Linked DNA regions of Sus scrofa: region 1 is linked to region 2. Evidence: chromatin contacts called from public Hi-C data. All regions are on one chromosome and are shown on one strand. The core of a region is the stretch at or near the end of the contact, and the rest is flanking DNA. Distances in the headings are between cores, read along the strand shown. Region 1 overlaps LOC102166616 (a long non-coding RNA gene). Region 2 has its middle 16 kb from the start of CDH13.

Region 1 (3,603 bases), core at 519-3,018, 130 kb before region 2:
CTGCAGATGCTGATTTGGGCATTCCTCTTCTGCCACATCCCCTACTCTGGATCCCTTGGTTTCAGTGGAAGCTGCCAGAACTCTGCCCACATCCCCTTGCTCAACCATCTCAGTGGAAGCCCTTCTGACCCCCAGCTGCCAGAACCTGCATTTCTTCCCAGGGTCACCAGAACCTGCTCCACCAGACTGGCAGTCTCGAGGATTTAACATCCTTCCACCCCATGCCTGGGATGGTCCTTCCCCAAAGATTGATGAGAGCTGGTGTCTACACCCCAGTTCCCTCAGTCTTCAAGGGGGCTGATGCTGAAGTCATGTGCTACAATGAATGCCATTGTCTTGATGGGAATAGCTTCAGTTGCCCGCAGTGGTTGCTGACTTGAAAACATTCCCTTTATTGCTTCTTGAGTGTCTGCACAGCATGGCAACTGGCACTGAACAATCCAAGAAAGCAAGACGGAAGCAGCAGTGTCTTTTATGACCTATGTGTTTCCTATGGCCACTGTGATAAATGAAAACAAACAAAAACCTTGGTAGCTTAAAACAACACAGATTTATTCTTTTATGGTTCTGTAGATTCGAAGTCCAAAATCAGTTTCACTGGGCTAAAAAGCAAGGTGTCAAGAGGGCCATGCACCCTCCAGAGTCTCTGTGGGGACTTTCGTCCCTTAACTTTTCCAGCTTCTCGAGGTCTTCCTCATTCCTTGGCTCCTGGCCTCATCACATCAGCTTCTTTCTCTTCAGTTGTCAGATCCTCGCTGTCCTTCTCTTATAAGGACCCTATAACTACTTAGGGCCCACCTGGATAATCCAGGATAATTGTCTCATCTCGAGATCCCTAACCACATCTGTGAAGTCCCCTTTGTCATTTTAGGAAACCCTCACAGGGTCTAGGGATTGGGATGTGAACATCATTCAGCTGACCACAGCCTACCTTCAGAGATCCCATGCTATCTTCTCCTCTACATTAATTAAAAATGAGTTACCAGGTACAGCACACATTCGAAGGAGAGGAATTAGGCCTTCTTTTTGAGGGGAGAACTGTAGACATATTTTGCAGCTTCCGAATAGAGAAATCATAAGACATCTTGCTCCCGGCATGTGTACACATACCCCAATTTCTGATGCTTTTTCTTTCGCAAGTTCAGTTGCTAAGACACTTATGTCTTCCACTGGCCATTCTGCTCTTCCTCTGGGTTCAAAGGGTTCCACCCCAACCCAGGGACACTCCGTGAGTCTGATTCTCAGCTGCCCTTCCTGTGACAGAGTGCTCATGAGGACACCAAAGTAAAAATAACACATGTAATCTTAAACTCCAACTATCTGCTGCCTCTTTTGCTTTGGAAGGGGTCATAATTCATAAGGCTGAGAAAAGGATTTCTATACAGACACTAGAGGCAGCAGGAGAGAAAAAGAATTGGAATTTTACATTGTCTGCCACTATTTACTCCTTTGCTTTAATCGATCAGAGTTTATTGAGAGCACACTATATGCCAGGTGCTGGGACACCTGGGGCAGGACACTGAACATGTGGGCACAGGACCTGCCCTCCAGGGGCTTCCAGTGCTCTATGGCCTCAGACAGGGACAAAATGTCCCCTCAGGAGCATCGTGATCACAATTACTGCCCCTACCTTCCCTCTTCTTTTGTTGTCCAAAAGCTTTTTGGAACTTTGAAAAGTAGCCAGAAAAGAGGCCACTGCAATCTGTTAGCACTATGAGCCCAACCCTATTTCATCAAGGCCCCCAGAATCTCAACTGCTGAATAGCAGAAAGCTAGCTGGAGAAGTTTATGATTGATGGGGTGTAAGATGACCATGCACAGAGGACATCTGGGGAGTTCCATCTGGAGCCACTACAGCACTGATGGCTTGTGGTCTCCAGTCCTTACTCTTAGCTCTCACCCCCGCATGCTCTCATCCTCCCCTCTAGTGCTGGCAAACAACTCATCTGCTTTCTGTCTCTATAGATTTGCCTATTTGGACATTTTGTACCAATGCAGTCATACAATATGAGGCCTTTTGAGTTGGCTTCTTTCACTGAGCATAGTGTTCTCAGGCTTCATCCACGTTATAGCATGTGTCAGTACTTCAGTCCTTTTTATGGATGAATAATAGTCCATTTTATGGATATACCACATTTTATTTATTTATTCCCTTCATTGGCTGATGGACATTTGGGTCAGTTCTACCTTTTGGTTGTTATAAATAATGCTGCTATGAATATTCATACATAAATTTTTGCATGGACATGTATTTTCATTTCTCTTGGTATATACCTAGGACTGTTACCTAGTGGCTCTGTGTTATCTTTCTGAGGAACTGACAGACTGTTTTCCAAAGTGGCTGCACTATTCTACAGTCCCCATCAGCAATGTAGGAAAGTTACAGGTTCTTTACTCCTTGCCAGCACTGGTTGTTGTCTACATTTTTTTTTTTTTTTTTTTTTTTTTTGGTCTTTTCTAGGGCCATGATCCATGGCATATGGAAGTTCCCAGGCTAGGGGTCATATTGGAGCTGTAGCCGCTGGCCTATGCCACAGCTACAACAATGCCAGATCCAAGCCACATCTGTGACCTACACCACAGCTCATGGCAACGCCAGATCCTTCACCCACTGAGCGAGGCCAGGGATTGAACCTGCAACCTCATGGTTCCTAGTTGGATTCATTAACCACTGCACCACAACGGGAACTCCATGTTGTCTGTCTTTTTGATTAGAGCTGTCCTAGTGGGTGTGGATTGGCATCAAACATGGTCTGCTTGGAGATTAGCATCTTTTGAAGTTTGACTTTCCATGAGGCCAGCCCCCATCTTCTTCGGTACCATCTCTCTACATCTTACCCGGTGCCCAGCTCATGGTAAATTCTCAGGCACCATGTGGGTTAGATGAAGTGGGTGGTTTTCCACATTTGCTGTTCTCAGTCATGCTCCATCCCATCTCCTACCTCATAAATAGGACTTTTCATTTCCCATCCATGATCTTCTTTTACCATCTGAATACCCACCCTGAAGTGTGGCGCAATACATTTCTGCTCAGGGACGGCCATTCCTTCCTGAACATTCACGTGATCTCAGAGTTGCTTCAGAGAGATTCTGCTTTAAAAGTCCAGAATCCAGAGTTCCCATCCTGGCTCAGCAGAAATGAATATGACTAGTATCCATGAGGATGCAGGTTTGATCCCTGGCCTTGCTCAATGGGTTATGGATCCGGTGTTGCTGTGAGCTGTGGTGTAGGTTGCAGATGTGGCTTGGATCTGGCATTGCTGTGGCTGTGGGGTAGGCCAGCGGCTACAGCTCCAGTGTGACCCCTAGCCTGCGAACCTCCAGGGCCTTGGGTGAGGCCCTGAAAAGACCAAAAAAAAAAAAAAAAAAAAAAAGAAAGTCTAGAATCCACCATGAATGCTCAATAAAGTACCTCATTTACCCAGTACCAGCCCAGTTCCAGCCTACAGGTGTTATCAAGAAATGCTTTCTTCTCCTTGCCTTGTGTTTTAGTTTCCTGCTGTTACTGTCACAAATTACCACAAACTTGGTGGCTTAAAACAACGCAGTTTATTACCTTAGATTTATATAGGTCAGAAGTCCCATACAGGTCTCATTGGGCTA
Region 2 (3,792 bases), core at 843-3,342:
ACAGGCTTTTAACAGAGTTTATTAGAAATGGAAAAGAAAGCCTCTAAAGGCAGCCAAAGGACGCCTGTGCATTCTTCTGATTCTAGCTCCTGCCCTTCTTCCCCGGTGCCTGTGTTTTCGATAACAAATGTCACAGGGGAATGGGGAGACGAATGGGGTGATAAGTGCAAACTGTTAACTGTGTTCAGCTCTGTGGAGCCTGCTAGGGTGCCACCACTGAGCTCCACGCTGCGGCAGCAGAAAGCACTTTCCTGCCGTCCTCCCATGCCCTCCATTTTTCATAATGGCGCAGAGGGGGAAAACACTGGGCATCCCAGTGCTCCCATTATTGGTTCTGGCTTTGCCACCAATATGCTGGGAAACTGCGGCCATGTGACTGAAGCTTTCTGGGCTTCGCTTTCCTTCTGTGCTGTGAACCTGTATCCTTCTTGTTTCACAGGGTTGCACAACTATATCTGTTAAGATATTATTCCTTGGATTAAAGAAGAAATATACTTCCCCCCCCCCCGCTACCCCAGAGTGCCTACCATTGGTTGCTTTCCTGTGGGGCTCAGAGACCAAGGCGAACTGACTTAATGGGATAATAGCCAACGGGCAAGCACTTGGCAAACTTGCCATTGCTGCTGTTCTTGAGTCTGCTAGGGCAGTAGCGGGCCGGTCATGGGGCATTGAGAGGGAACAGTGAAGGAAGCTCTGAGGGTTGGGTAGGCCTGGTGAGAGGCTCTTGGTGGGGAATTTAAGGTGGGATAAAAGCTGGATAATGTGGGAAGGGAAGATGAGGGAAATGACGGATGGTAAGAAATCAGGCTGGAAAATGTATTGGACATAACGATTGTCTTAGTCCATTCAGGCTGCTGTAACAAAATGCCACAGACCAAGAGGCCTATAAACTATAGACATTAATTTCTTGCCGCTCTGGAGGCTGGAAGTCTGCAGTCAGGGATCAGCAAGTGGGGTGGTGGTTACAGTGTGTGACTTCTGAGGCCAGGTCATAAAAAGGCATTGCAGCTTCCTCCCTGGCCTCTTGGTTTCTCCCTCTGGGGAAAGCCAGTCACCGTGACGTGAGGAAGCTCAAGATCCAGGTGAAGAAGATCTGGGGCCTCCTGCCACCAGCCAGCACCAATTTGCCAGCCACATGAGGGAGCCACTTTGAAAGAAGGTTCTCCAGCCCCAGTCAGGCCTTTAGATGCCTATAGTCTTGGTCAATCTCTTGGCTAATAGAGAGCCTTGAGTCAGAATTTTCCAGCTAAGCTGCTTCTGAATTCCTGACCCTAGAAACTCTGCGTGATAGTAGATGTTTACTGTTATTTTAAGCCTCTGAGTTTGGAAGCAGCAATAGGTAACTAACACAGTGGGTATGAATTTGGTGCCAGGGAGAGCTGAAGGTCCAAACTAGAGAAGCCAATTCTTACTTTTAATCTATGGAGTAAAAGCAGCAAAGAAGACTCTGATTTTTTTCTAAAGACAACTTTGTAGTTTGTGAGAACTGCATCACAGGAAGGAAAAAGGAGAGCACTCACATTCATAGGCCTGGGACTTCCACACCTTAGCTGAAGCTACAGGCTTAAAAAAATCCGTGACTACAACCAGAGCCCCCTGTGGACATTGATTGTGGCCGTTGCCTCGTGGTCATCCGGGAGGAGGGACCTCGTGTCATTCTTGGGGGAAGACGAAGCCTTGCTGTGCTCAGCAGAGGAGAGGAAGGTGGTCCTTGCTGTAAGGTAGCCAACTTCAAAAAGGCTTTTTGAAAAGCATACGGATAACATACCTTTGAAAGACATGACTGTATTTGTCCAGTAAAACATGCGGGGTCTGTAAGTGGGTTCCAGCATTTTTGCAAGAGAGTCAAGACTTTGAAGATCTATAAAAGGGTCATGGTGTGGGTTGAGTGGAGTAAAACGCTCCAGCTCTCTTGTTAGTTGGGATGGTTCAGTTTCAGAATATGTGGCATGAAGTTCAGTTGACTGTGGATTGTCATCAGCGTGAGGACGGAAATAAAAGCCAGACCATAAGGCTCAGGAGCTGGGCAGAGCTGCAGTGGCCAGGGCCAGGCCTGAGGTCAAGTGAGAAGGACTCTCTACAGTTGTTACAAACACGGCTGCTCAGATATTTTTAGAGAGACTTAAAGCATCTGTGACTTGGATAAGCAGTTCCCTGCTCCATCTGGAATTCTCCAATTTCCTTTCTAAAGTTTGCAGGCTGACAGAGTTCTGTTAGTGTCTCCCGATTCCTGGGGTATATGAAGAAGTCCATTGGCCAGTCCAGGATGAGGCTACAGATGCCAGGCAGTGAGGGAGTCTGGCTCTCATCCTGAGAGCCACCCCACACAGGAAGCCTAGGATGGGCTTTCACTCCTTCAGAGAAGGCAGATTTCTTCCCCTTCCTACTGTGTGCCTATGCCGTCCAGATCGTATATGAGGACTGAGTGGAGGGTGCTCATCAAATCTCATAACACTTTGGGAGTTCCCTGGCTCAGCAGGTTAAGGATCTGGCACTGTCCCTGCTGTGGCTCGAGTCCCTGCTGTGGCATGGGTTTGATCCCTGGCCCAGGAACTTCCATATGCCTTGGGCACAGCACCCCCACCACCAAAAGGTGATGACACTTAAAATTACTATTATTTTCAAGTTGTTAAGTCATGGTACCTTTTCTATAAGATGGGCCATAGTATTTTTTTTTTCTGATTGAAAATGAAATACAACTAATTAAAGGAATAAATAACATTAGAAAATGTTTAAAAGGCAATAAGGCACTCAAAAACATGGGTCATTTTACATCTCACCTGAGCAAACAAAATGACCGCAAGAGAGGTGTAGCCTAGTCAAGAGTGATTTGTTGAGCCAAAATCCCACTTGAAACAAAATAAGCAAACCAAAACAGAACCAAAACCAAAGAAGAAAAGAAAGAGAAATTTATTGGACTGTTGCATGGTTCATTGACTTGACTTAGCTCCATCTTCCACTTTTTGTCTTTTTAGAGCCACACCCACGGCATATGGAGGTTCCCAGGCAGGGGGTTCAATTGGAGCTGTAGCTGTTGCCCTACACCAGAGCCACAGCTATACCAGATCTGAGCCGCATCTTCGACCCACACCACAATCAAATGCTGGATCCTTCACCCACTGAGCAAGGCCAGGGATCAAACCCACAACATCATGGTTCCCAGTCGGATTCATTTTGGCTGCGCCAAGACGGGAACTCCCTCCATCTTCCAGTTTCTTGTTTCCGATTTTTAAGAAAGAGAGTTGGATTGGCATGAGTGGTTCAGGATCCTTCCCAGGAAGGCAGGGTAGGATAGCATGATGCTGGGACCGTCACGGGTTAGGCAGGTTAAGGACATTTTCAGATAGGAGGGCCATGAACTGGACAGATACTCAGAGTGTCTTGTACAAAATTCTCTCCTGGTAGGAGCACTGGTTAGTTCATAAACATGGTACGTTAAGGGGCTGTAAAAACTACAAGGCTATAAAGTTGCCGTATTTAACTAAAAAAAAAAAAAAAAAAAAAAAAAGGAAGGAAATAAGGACAGAGGAAATGGGTAAGGGAGGGTGGAGGGAGAAAGAGAGAAACAATTATTTCAAGTATGCAATAACTGTTATATACTAAAAAATTATTTGTTGTTTATTTGAAATGCAAATTTACCTAAGCATCCTGTATTTTATCTGGCAATGCTACCCAACGGTAATTCTTCTCTATTGGAGCTGTCATGGAGAAGGACTTGGGAGAATTTAAACTGAGTCTCTAACTAAATTTTCTGTGCCCTGGGGCTGCTTGTGTCCATGGCCTGTTTGTTTT

The links. Hi-C and Micro-C count contacts between places; a contact is called where the count stands out from the background.
Region 1: a contact with region 2 is called in a Hi-C map of skeletal muscle, with 4 times the contacts expected there. The contact joins two enhancer-like sites. A contact is called at or near these places in 1 of 47 Hi-C or Micro-C datasets (skeletal muscle) and 1 of 2 datasets of contacts at active chromatin or transcription factors (skeletal muscle).

What each region holds. Positions count from the first base shown.
Region 1 is chr6:5,975,841-5,979,443 of Sscrofa11.1, reverse strand. The region is part of intron 4 of LOC102166616 (a long non-coding RNA gene); the gene reads left to right. Among named protein-coding and RNA genes, the nearest start is that of CDH13, 150 kb to the right of the region's middle. Within about 2 kb of position 1,768, at least 3 of the 83 cell types and tissues checked have an H3K27ac peak or open chromatin away from gene starts, as enhancers often do. A contact at or near this core is called in skeletal muscle, where this site is marked.
Region 2 is chr6:5,846,536-5,850,327 of Sscrofa11.1, reverse strand. No RefSeq gene overlaps it. Among named protein-coding and RNA genes, the nearest start is that of CDH13, 16 kb to the right of the region's middle. Within about 2 kb of position 2,092, at least 1 of the 83 cell types and tissues checked has an H3K27ac peak or open chromatin away from gene starts, as enhancers often do. A contact at or near this core is called in skeletal muscle, where this site is marked.